Regions from separate parts of the Mus musculus genome. Here region 1 is linked to region 2. Evidence: chromatin contacts called from public HiChIP or PLAC-seq data. All regions are on one chromosome and are shown on one strand. Each heading gives the region's core, a stretch centred on a gene start, on an enhancer-like site or on the middle of the called end of the contact. The rest is flanking DNA. Distances are from core to core; before and after follow the strand shown. Region 1 holds the start of Dgat2 (diacylglycerol O-acyltransferase 2). Region 2 has its middle 9.8 kb from the start of n-TPtgg8.

The links. HiChIP or PLAC-seq counts read pairs in DNA pulled down with a chosen protein or histone mark.
Region 1: an H3K4me3 HiChIP or PLAC-seq map of bone marrow-derived macrophages shows a contact between it and region 2, with 7 times the contacts expected there. The contact joins the promoter of Dgat2 here to the enhancer-like site in region 2. A contact is called at or near these places in 4 of 484 Hi-C or Micro-C datasets (CD4 T cells, CD8 T cells and embryonic stem cells), 3 of 115 datasets of contacts at active chromatin or transcription factors (bone marrow-derived macrophages, memory CD8 T cells and pancreatic cancer cells) and 2 of 9 other capture datasets (adipose tissue and liver).

What each region holds. Positions count from the first base shown.
Region 1 is chr7:99,180,279-99,186,408 of GRCm38.p6, reverse strand. Dgat2 (diacylglycerol O-acyltransferase 2) reads left to right here and starts at 3,696. Exons shown (of 8, transcript NM_026384.3): 1 at 3,696-4,017. The coding sequence starts at 3,897.
Region 2 is chr7:98,802,620-98,808,542 of GRCm38.p6, reverse strand. No RefSeq gene overlaps it. Among named protein-coding and RNA genes, the nearest start is that of n-TPtgg8, 9.8 kb to the left of the region's middle. Within about 2 kb of position 2,997, at least 83 of the 459 cell types and tissues checked have an H3K27ac peak or open chromatin away from gene starts, as enhancers often do. A contact at or near this core is called in adipose tissue, bone marrow-derived macrophages and liver, where this site is marked.

The DNA.
Region 1 (6,130 bases), core at 2,447-4,946, 380 kb before region 2:
GTTTCTGGGATTTGAACTCAGAACCTTCGGAAGAGCAGTCAGTGCTCCTAACCGCTGAGCCATCTCTCCAGCCCCCCCCAACCCCCACCCAGCTAATAGTTTTGAAAGGTCAGCTGAGCCATCTCTCCAGCCTCACAATGCCTTCTCTTAAAGTTCTAACTGTGCATCTGGTTTTCCATCTAGATCCAGTCTGAAACAATGGACAGAAGCAGTGACCACAGCCCTAGAAGCCAAGTGATAAGGGAGCTCTTGGACTCCCTCTGAAGCCCTTAGTACATGGTCCCACATTGAAGGGTCTAAACTAGGGACTAGCTTTGTTTTTTCAAGACAGGGTTTCTTTGTGTAGCTCTGGTTGTCCTGGAATTCTCTGTAGATCAGCCTAGCTTCAGACTCAGAGAACCACCTGCTTCTGCCTCCTTAGAGTTGGAATTAAAAGTGTGCTGACCCACAAGGTTCCCTAGATTTGGCTCCTGTTGTCAACTTTCAACTCCACCTCCTCCCTCCCACCTCCCCCCTAACTTACCATCTACATTCCCTTTCCAGCCATACCAGGGCTCCATTGGAACCCATGCTGGAACCTCTGAATATATGCCCTTCCTCTCTGACCAACAGATTAATCTCATATCCAGCAGCAATATTGCCTCATTTTGACTTTCTCATTTATCGTTCCCTGACAAATGACACGTCTATTGGCCAATCTACCGTCCACTGAGCCTCTTGGTTGAGTTAGACCCACAATGGGCATAGACCAAGGGCTCCTGGGCTTGGGTAAATTCCAAGCTCAGCAGAGGCAGGCAATGGCAACCAGGATGGGAGGGCCAGCCTTGGCCTGACCTTACACTTCCCTGCACAACAGCCTGGCCATCCTTTGACCACTGGTCTCATCTCTTGGTTGAGTCTCCACCAAGGCAGGGACAAGTTCTGGTTCTGTGTGTTCCAATCAGTACCTGACCCAGAGAAGGTGCACAGGAAAATGCTGAAGTACACACATGAACTTGGGATCTGAATGTTTCCAATGGGCCTCGTTTACCCAAAGTCCTGCCATTTGTTATCATTAAGATAATGGTATCTTACTCTCCTTGCATAATGGTAACACCCTTTCCATATTACTTTAGTTGATCCATAAGTAGTCAAGATAGGAACTGTCACCCTTTCTGTCTCCTTTTTTTCCTCCCTCCTCCTGTTTCTTTTTTGAGACAGGGTCTCGGCTAACTCAGGCCAGCTTCCAAATCATTACATAGTTGAGAATGACCTTGAGCTCCTGAAGGAGACATCCTCCTCCTCCTCCACCTCATCCTCTTCCTCACTGACCACATGCTCAGGTTATAACAGGTATGGCTAACTTCCCACCTCCACTTTGTGATGAACAACTATCGACTTAGCAAGGACACTTGACAAGTCACTGCTAAAGGAAAGACTACACCCCAGGCTTATAACCTTCCAGATTAATCTCTGCCCATCGGACAGTAGCAGAGGTAAGTGAGTTTTTCATGGGTCCTGGCACAAGGCCTCCTCTACAGAGATGCTCCTGGAGCAGGAATGTGCCATACAGTGACCCGAGGTCTTCCATGCTGTGTGTGTGTGTGTGTGTGTGTATGTTTGTGTATTGTTCTGCCCCCCATATATATATATATATATATATATATATATATATATATATATATATATATACCTCTCTCCCCCCACAGTTGTTGCACAGCATACATCCATCTCGAGTCTCCCGTGAGCATGGCATGCCAGTAGCTTTCCCTTAGTTCCATAAAATGACCTAGGACTACCACAGAGCATCATCATGCCCTAGGATCTTTTTCCTTCTATTTATGGTTGACTCAGTTCTCTGGGTTTGGTAGTATTTTCTCAGTGAGATTTGTGCCCCACCACTCATCATGCAAGTGTTTCTAGGTTTCACTAATGGCATTTGTCACAGGCCCTGGGACTTTCTCCCCTCTTCAGGTAGAACTCACCTCCTTTCTTTTCTGCTCTTCCCCAAGGCCCTATTGACCTAGACCTTACAGTATGCAACCCAAAGGTGAGCCACACCCCAGTCCTATCTTTTTTCTGAAGGGCATACCTTTAACCACTGCCTTTGCTTGAGATTCTCCCACTCACCCAGCTCCCCACTGCAACCTGTCCTCACGTTTATTTCTCATACTCTGTCAAGAGGGATCCTACAATTCATCTTACCTCTTTCGTTTCTTTTAAGGCTCTCCCAGAACCCAGTCCCACCCCAAAGTCTTAAGAGAGACACTGGAGGATTTTCTAATCCCATGTCACTGCAGTCTCCATCTCCCACGTTGCCAGGACTACAGTCTCTATGGTCCTGCCCCAATCCAGACATGCTGACTGATGCTGCCCTTCGGCTTGTGCTCACACCCTCATTCTGCGGAACTCCTCTTCCTCTGTGGGCAATGGGAATGAGTCCCAGTGCCTGTAGTGAGCTTAGTCCATATACCTCAGTTCCTCAATTCTCAAAGCCTCTCACAATACAATCACGGGTGTTCCCGTTTTTACAGATGTGAAAGAAAACTGAAGCTGCAAACTGCGAGTGGTGGCACATGCCTTTCACTCAGCACTAGAGTCAGACAAAGGTGCATCTCTATAAATTCAGGCCAGCCTAGTCTACATAGTGCCAGGACAGCCAGGGCTACAAGGAGAAACCCAATTTCTAAAAAGAGAAAAGAAAAGAAAAACCAAAACATCAACATTCACACAACCCTCAACCCCACACCCTGCCCCCCTCCGGCAAACCAAGCCAAACAAAAGACACCCTGAAGTTGAGGAAAAGAGAGGAAGAGAGGTCTGGAACTGGGCTTGAAGTCCATCACTCACTATGCTTGTAGTATTGCCTTTGTCTTTGGTGTTTGGAGACAGGGTCACTATGTAGCCTGGGCTGGCTTCAAACTCTTGCATACATACAGGAGAGGGAGGGAGAGAGAGAGAAGAGGCGAGAGAGAGAGAGAGAGAGAGAGAGAGAGAGAGAGAGAGAGAGAGAGAGGAGAGAGAGAGAGGAGAGAGGGGAGAGAAGGGGGAGAGAGGAGAGAGAAGAGGCGAGAGAGAGAGAGAGAGAGAGAGAGAGAGAGAGAGAGAGAGAGAGAGAGAGAGAGAGAGAGGAGAGAGAGAGCGAGCTGCTAGGATTGTAGGATTACAGGTAGTAGACTCCATCGCTCTAGGTTCCTTCCTGATAAGACTCAATCACTCCTATTTTTTTGCTGGTAAAAGGAAAGGCTGCGGCACTTGGGTAACTGTCAGGTCCAGCTGTAACCTAACGAATTCCAACACTACTCACTGCAGGCTAGGCCTGCCCAAGGAAAGCACAGCCAAAAGGGACACAGGCACCCGCACGGTCCGGATCGTCCCGCACGTGCTCAAACTCCCTGCCCACGTTCCAGCTGCTGGACCGTACTAACGTCTGAGAGAGAGGCTTGGGAGAATGACAAGGCGGTCGCTGGGGCAACCAGGAGTAGTTTCATACACCGGGACTCCGGCTCCCTTGCCCGTATTCTATAGACTCTGAACCGTACAGTTCAGGCCATGCTGCCTTCCTGGGCTCTGTGCATAGTTTATCGCCGGGAGTCTCACCCCCTACAAGAACATGGCACAGTCCGGGGCGGACCCTTTTGCCCCGCCCTATAGCGTCACGACCCGCCCCGTTGTGAGGTTATAAAGTGCGCGCGCAGCGGCGCTCGGCGCCGTGGCCGCGCTTCGCTGGCTTTCTGCTCATCTAGGGTGGCAGCGGCTACCTACCTCAGCTCTCGCCCTGCTGCCGCCACGGCCTGGGCGCTGTCCCTCAGCTCCCGGAGCTCAGCGCGAAGCCCTGGCCCCGGCGGCCGGGGCATGGGTCAGGGGCGCGGCGTGAGGCGGCTTTCTGCACGGCCGTGACGTGCATTGGCTTCAGCATGAAGACCCTCATCGCCGCCTACTCCGGGGTCCTGCGGGGTGAGCGTCGGGCGGAAGCTGCCCGCAGCGAAAACAAGAATAAAGGATCTGCCCTGTCACGCGAGGGGTCTGGGCGATGGGGTGAGTGTCAGTCATCCCTAGGGCTTTCATCCTGAGGGCACCCACAGCAAGACGACTTTCAGGAAGGGACTTTGGCCAAAGCGTGCTGCCCTGTGCTGGACGGACGGCTAGCTAGTTCAGGTCGGAGTCCCAGACAATTATTTCCAGTTTTTAAAAGGTCTCGCCTTGTAGCCTAGGCTGGCTTCCAACTCTTAATCCTCCTTCCTTGGCATCCCAGGTGCTGTGATTGCAGGTGTGCCACTACAACTAGCTTCTCTTTAGGGGAACTTGACTCTTCTGCATCCTGTCATTTGGTTAAGGATGAGGCAAGATTCATGCTTAGCTCGGCTGGTTACCCAGTTTGAGCCAGGCAACCTGGTATCCTAGGCTAGCCTGGCTTCATTCTCCATCCTGGTACTCACTAATGTTGCAACACGTGTTACATCACTTGCCATCCCCCCAGCTGCTGAGGGCGACACCACCCACTCAGCTCAGTTAGTAGTGATATTTCACTCTCCAGCCCCCAGTACTGATCTACCTCACAAGGTGGAGCAGGATTTGGCTGGGAGGAACTGGATGGGGCAGGGTGGTAAGTAGGGTTTTGTAATCCCCTGAAACAGTCACTGGATGGAGAACATGCCTGCCTGGAACCAGGTGTGCCCCAACTGCCCTCTGCCCCAGCTTTTGTGGGCCAACCCAGACTGTGAAGCCCTCACAGCGCAACCCTGAGTCTGACATACTTAGAAGAGGGGTGGGAAACCCTTGGATTTTTTTCGTTTGTTTAGTCTGTGTAACAGCTCTGTTTGTCCTGGTATTCTATAGACCAGGCTGGCCTTGAACTCACAGAGATCTGCCTAAGTTGATTATCCTTCTAGAAGTTGTGTCTGCCTTCAAGATAGAACCGAGGCCTTCAGTGAATGGGGAAGGGGGGCATACAGTTCAAATCACACCTCAGCCTTTTCCATACAAGGCAAAGCACCCCACGTTGCTTAGCTGAAGCTGCAGAAACTGAAGGAGGAGGAACGAGCTACCCCAGTTTTCCTTAGAAAGGGCAGCGGTGATGCACACCTTCAATCCTAGGACTTGGGAGGCAGAAGCAGGCAGATCTCTTGAGAGTGAGTCCAGCCTGGCTTACAGGATGAGTTAGTTCCAGGACATATTAGTTGTGGTAATCTTGAAAGTTTAGGCAATCAGGAACAAAATAAGATTGCTGGTAAACCAACTATCTAGTGGTTACATCTCTTAGTACATGTTGTATAAAGTCAAGAATATGAGATAGAGATACACGCACACGCACACACACACACGCGCACACAGTTCTAAATTCAGTCTTCTCTTAATGGTACGGCATGAATATTTCTTACCATTTGTATGTCTGCCATTCTCACATGCTGGTGGCTGCAAGCTAACCCATGCTGGGGCTCCATCAGAGTGTTTCCACCTGGCATTGGCACCAGTCCTAGCTGACTGTTGCTATGGTTATCTGCCCCTGGAGAAGTGTTTCCATCCTAGGGGGCAAGCCCCTGGAGCTGCCCCACATACAGCCTACAGCTTCCACTGGCCTCTTCTCAGTGCTTCTCTCTTCCTTGGGCCTTTTGATTCCCTTAACAGGGAAGGACGCGATCTGCCCATGTCAATGCTTTTAAATATTCTCAGTCTCTGGGTAATGGCCCCTGCCTGCGGTCTGCTATGGCCCCTCCTGGAGCTATTCTTCCTGGGCTCTCCTCTGTCTTCCAAGAGCAGGATGCCTGTTAAATTCTTTTTTTTTTTTTTTTGACAGTTTTGTTTTTGTTTTTTAACTCAGAATTTGTCCTCCAGCTCTTGAGCAGTTCTTTACTGTCATAGCAAGAGAATTTCTCCATGTTGATGTTCAATGTAGAAAATACAATGGGGAAAAAAGTGGGTGTGATTACCTCATAGACTGCAACCAGGACTAATATGAAATGCAGACTAGTCAGTTTAACTCTCTGGAATCTACTTTGGTGAAAGACTAGGTGGGGTAGGGGAGGGTGCTCTAGCAAAGTCTCTGTTATCTTGCCATCTCCAGGAGGCCTCCTTGTTCCTCCTTGGTCCTATGGACACTCCCTAGTGGCCTAGTTTGTCTCCTCAGAGCAGTTCCCACCAACCACCCTGG
Region 2 (5,923 bases), core at 1,748-4,247:
AAGGCTGTAGAGGGCCAAGGACTCGCCCGTGGACACACAGCACAGAGGTGATCAAGGCCCACAATAGTGGCGCGTACTGGGCTCCAACCCCTCAGGACCTGCCTATCCCTACTGCTTCACTGACCCTTCCCATTGGCTGTCTGAAGCAGCCCCATTTCCAAATGGACAAGTGGGACCTGGGTGGGAGGATCATACTGCTATTGACGGAAGCCCAGGACTGACACAGGTCTGCCCGAAACTGGAGCCTTAGACCGTGCCTTAGTCAGTGTTTTATTGTGAGGAGACATCCTAAAGGCAAAACTCTTCAGTTTCACCCACCCCCCCTTTTTTTGGCAAGGGTAAAAAGTAGCCACATTCTTTGCCAAAGTGTCACAAGTATGGTCTCCAGGCCACTTACCCTCTGAAACCCCTTGAGCTGGGCTGTTGGAATTTATGTTACTCTCAGCTGTCGTGCCTGGTCTCAGCTACTGCCCCAGCACCATGTCTGCCTGCATGCTGCCGTGCTCCCCACCATGATGGTGATGGACTAACTTCTAAAGCTGTAAGCCATCCCCCAGTTAAATGCTTTCCTGTATAATATTTGCCTCGGTCATGGTGTCTCTTCACAGCAGTAGGACAGAGACTAAGAGGAGCTGTTACTGCACATTGTCACGAATGCAGTTATTCTGCACTTGACATGCGGGCTCAGTGGACAAAGGCACTTGCCGTCAAGCCTGTGTTCCATCCCTGGAACCCACGTGGTAGAAAGGAGAACCCACTCCTGAAAGTTGTTCCCTAATACACTGTGGTGCATATATGTGTATATATACACCACACACACACACACACACACACAAAGGAATTATTCTAAAACATAGTTAAAACTGGCATGATAAAATCTTTCATCCCATACATTTTACACGTACTAATAAATAAATGTAAAACATGATTAAAATGCTGAAATTTATATGGTAGGTAATTTACCGTAATTAAAAACCAATAAAAACGCAAATACCAAGAGTGCTATTGACTGTAACTCTAAATGGAAAAATGACATGGATTGTAAATTATCTCTTTAAAAAGCTGCTTCTAGAGTTGTCTCGCCTTCTTGAGCTGGATTTTGTAGGCTCCTGTCTCAAGCATTAAGACAGTAGTAGGGGAGTTGGGGATTTAGCTCAGTAGTAGAGCGCTTGCCTAGCAAGCGCAAGGCCCTGGGTTCAGTCCTCAGCTCTGGGAAAAAAAAAAAAAAAAGACAGTAGTAGAATCAGCGATACACCAAAGGAGGAGGAAGGTACTCTGATGTAGAGGCAGGGGCTGAAGGGGCGCAGGCAAGGGAGTCCATAGCCAGGGGACTGCCACAGGGCCACAGGCCAGATGCACTTTGTACTCCTAAATGGAGAGCCTGCTGTAGCCAACACTGGGGCTCAGTGCCAGCCCCATGGCAGAGGTGACATTGTTTGGGTTTTGAAGGATAAGTAGGAGCTACAGCCTGGAGACATTTTAGGAGAAGAGTCCAGCTAGAAGAAATGGTGCATGCAGAGGCCCCGAGGTGTGAGCTGGGGGCTGAGAGTGTGCCATCAAACCCTCTGCCAGTCCTGAGAGCAACGTCAACATCTGCCCAGGGGCCAAAACCAACACGCCTCCCGGCATCCTCCCTGCCACTCTCTACTCCTGACCCAGGAGCCTTCTCAGCCTGTCAGTCAACAGCCTGAATTTACTGGGTGAGCAAGAGTGGGTTCTGAACTAGCAGTGCCATCTGCTCCTTCACAGCTACCAAGAAAGAGGCGAGCATTGCTGGCAGAAGAAGCCAGGTTTCACATCAAAGATACTGGAACTGACTCAAGAGGACCAGAGGTGTGTGTGTGTGTGTGTTTGTACATGTGTGTGTGCATCCTCAATGGTGATAGGTTCCATGCTCCCTTACCTATGTTTGATCATTAAGAAGCTAGGGAGTAGGCTGGAGGTGTAGTTCACAGGGAGAGTGCTTTGCTAGCATGGATGAAGGCCCAGGTTTGATCCTCAGCACCATTTAAAATGAATGTGGTGGCACAGGACTGTAATCCCAGCCCTGGGAAGGCAGAGGCAGGAGGATCAAAAGTTCAAGGTCATCTTTGACTACTTGATGAGTATAAGACCAACCCAGGATACAAAGACTCTGTCTTTAAAAACATGCTAGCCAGGTATGGTGGTGCACACATTTAATCCTAGCAGTTGGGAGGCAGAGACAGGCAGATTTCTGAGTTTGAAGCCAGCCTGGTCTACAGAGTGAGTTCCAGGACAGCCAGGGATATATAGTAAGACCTGTCTCCAAAATCAAAAACGCTGGGGGGACCCAAGCATGGTGGTACAGGTTTATCAAACCGACAGTGCTGGTGAGGCAGGAAGGACATGAGTTTGAGGCCAGCCTGGGTGTTATAGTGAGACCCTGTCTCCTAACGAACCAAAGGAAGGAAGGAAGGAGTGAGTGAGTGGGTGAGTGAGTGAATGAATGAGTGGGTCGATGAGTAGATAAAAACAGAGGAAAAGAAAATTGAACCAAAGTGGAATTCATGAACTTGAAAGTACCTCTAAAATGAAATTTTTCCTAACAAGCTAAGCTAGGTTTGGTGGCATGTGCATGTGACCCCAGCTCTTGGGAGCCAGCAAGAGGGAGGTGGAGAGTATTACATGCATAACAGGCAGGGGGTTTCCTTCTGGGGGTGATAAAAGTGTTCTAGAACCAGATAACGGTGGGCAACATTTCCAACGTCACTAACGGTAACCTTTGTGTATCTTAACATAATTTTTAAATGAGTGGATGGATTCAAAGCAATCACATCTGCAATAGGCCTCCAGTCCTTAGCACAACCGACTCCATGATGGAAGTACCATTCAGGCTGTAAAACCCAGCACGTAGACAGCACCACCTGGCAACACTAAAACAAAGGCCCAATCCATCAAAGTCCATAGTTCTGGGAAAGTCCCTAAATGTGCTGACCTTGCTTTTTAACTTCTGCAGTTCTGCTTTGGCTAACTGTTCTTTGTTAACTGAAGTAGGTCAACCCAGAACACCTTGAGAAAGGCTCAGTGCTACACTGAAATCCTGAGCACCCAGTATAGTCGCTGTCTGGCTAATAAAGACTTTCTGCTGGCTTAAGCTCGTGTTCCAGCAGTCTTCTCTGGTGAATACCCCACAACAATGATCACTGGAGTAGAAAATGAGATCGGCCACAGCGGTCACCCATCAAATTTGCTGCCAAATGCAGGACTTAGAAGAGAGGTGTGGTGGGCTTGGAGCCACGAACCTCCACCTAGTTGGCAGGCCCGGGGGATTTCCTCTGATGAGCACACAGAAGGAACACGAAAGAGAGACTGCGAAAGAGAACAGGAAACATTCAGCCACTCAGGGGACATGGGGACATTGGCTGTTTAGCTGACTCTTCCAAACCCGTGTGCATTGTGAATCACACTCCACTGGAAGAGTCTTGGTAGGAGCCAGGGGTCAGGTCTACCACAAAAGAGGAAGGGCTGTCCAACCGAAAACCTTGCTGTGTATATACTGTGGTTGCCATGGGACCCAGCTCAGCAGATTGGATGTCCCAGCTAAGTGCTTTGCATCTTGCAGGAGTGTCATACCACAGGGGCAGGGAGCTATTCTTACAAGATCCAGTGGAAGGAGGGGAGAAATGAGCAAACTTAGTCATTCAAGGTTTTACTGAGTGTTTACTCCATGTGACTTGAAGAAGGAATGAGCGTGTGCAAGTGTGAATGTAGTCTGTGCTCTTGGGGCATGAGGTGGCTGCCCAGTGAGGTGAGGGCCTGGCAGGGGACTCCAAGCTTACCTATCTGTGAGTGGTTCCAGACCAGATGACAAGGACATCCACTGGCATCCTCTTTCAGAGACCAGGTGGGGGGTCTGGTCTCTGACAGGCTACCGGTCCCATAAAGCAGTGATTTATGCTCTAGCTGCCTGTGGACCATGGTGTCGTCTGTGCTTTGTTTATTTATTTGTGAGGGCCAATTAGGTTCTGGCTAGCCCGTCCTTCTGTCTGCATGTGTTCTCACCCCACACAGCGAGAGATGGATGCCTTGGAATTATTTTGCATGAAATTGCCGTGGAGAACTATTTGGCCCGCGTTTGATTTCACCTCCTGTTACAGCATAATTTGTTCTCCTGAAACATGTGGTGGCTGAGGGCCTGGAGAAGCAGATGTTCTGGGAGAGGCGGGGGCTCTGCAGACAAAGTGGGCAACATCATGGGCCAGTGGGGAGCCCTAGTCCTGACCCAGTGTAATTAGGGAAAGCTCTTGGCACCCTGTCTGCCTCAATTTCCCTTTCCATAAAGTAGGAGTGGAGCTGCTGTGGTTCACGGTTTTTATCTCGTTGGTAGCAGCAACTGAAGACAGGGAAGATTTATTTCAGCTCCTGGTTTCTGAGGTTTCCGCTCCTAGTCCTTGGCTCTTTTGTTCCTGGGTCTGTGGTGAGGCAGAACATCATGGCAGCCAGAACATGTGGCTAAAGCCTTCTCACTTCATGGAGGAGAGAAAGGCAGGGGAGACGGATATCCCAGACAAGATACAAAGCACAACCCCGCCCGACCCCTGGGACCCATCTTTTTCATCCAGGACTAACCTCCTAACGTTAAGAAGTGCCAACAGCTGAGGGACCAAGCCTTTAAGCGTCATAAAGTTCAATCTCTGACTAATTTGAGGGGATACTTCATATCCAAATCATAAAATTTACCTGTTTCCCAGAGGTGAGAGATAAACGACATATAGAAAGCCCTGTGCCTGGCCTACAGAAGGTCTAAAAATAAGTTGGCTATTATTTCTAGAAGAAATTATTGCCCCAGACAGGCTTTAGGGCATGGACAGAAGAGGCCTGGGTAGAGGTGCTCTCTGGTGCAGCTTCAAGAGAGCCATGGAGGGGAGGTCTGGACTGTCCCCTCCTATGATGCAAGCTGAAAGGAGTCAGTGGGAGTGATTGACAGTGGGAGGAGCCCGAGAGATGGCTCAGGAGTTAAAAGCACTGACTGCTTTGCCAGAGGATATGGGTTTGACATAGTGGTTCGTAACTCTAGTTCCAAGAGATCTGACACTGTCTTCTGGCATGTAAATGGTTCACAGATGTACATACAGGCATCGAATGAAAAGATTGTAATCAGAAGAGGAGAAAGAGGAAGAGGAAGTGGAAGCATCATCGCCTGGGAGATTCGTGAGGCGAAGCTCTGAGTGTGCCTGTGCGGTTTTTCCTGAGAGGATAAACTGGTAGCGGGAGACCCTCCCTAGATGTGGATGGCATCATCCCACGGTCAGGTGACCCAGAGAGAACAAAGGGTGCGAAAAAATAGACAATAAGGGTAAAGGCACTTGCTACCTAGCCTGACAACCCCTGGGACCCACATGGTAAAAGGAGAAAACCAACTTCTGAACGTTGTCCTCTGGCTTCCATATGTGTATCACAGCACCCATCCATGCACACACACAAAGTATAATGGAAAAAAAAATTAAACTAGAAATCGGGCCAAGTGGTGGTGGCACACGCCTTTAATCCCAGAACTTGGGGGCAGAGGCAGGCAGATTGCTGAGTTTGAAGCCAGCCTGGTCTATAGAGTGAGTTCAAGAACAGCCAAGGCTACACAGAGAAACGAGGCAGCGGCGGCGGGCAATCAGATGGCTCACCAGCATTACCCTTCCTCTGGTCCTTAGGCACCACGCTGTGAACTGAGCTGATCTGCCATGCTTTCCTTGACTATGATACTCTGAGTTCTCAAAAACAGAATCAACTGAATCTTTCCTGGATGTAACTTTTCTGTCAGGTGTTTGGTCACAGTGACACAAAAAGCAACTGATGCAGAGAGGAAGCCAGAGGAATTTGTGGGATCAGTGTGAAGGGCCGTGGATGGCAGAGATGGCTACAGGACAAGTATGAGCCAAGAGGGCCATGAGCTGATTTCTCCACTGTA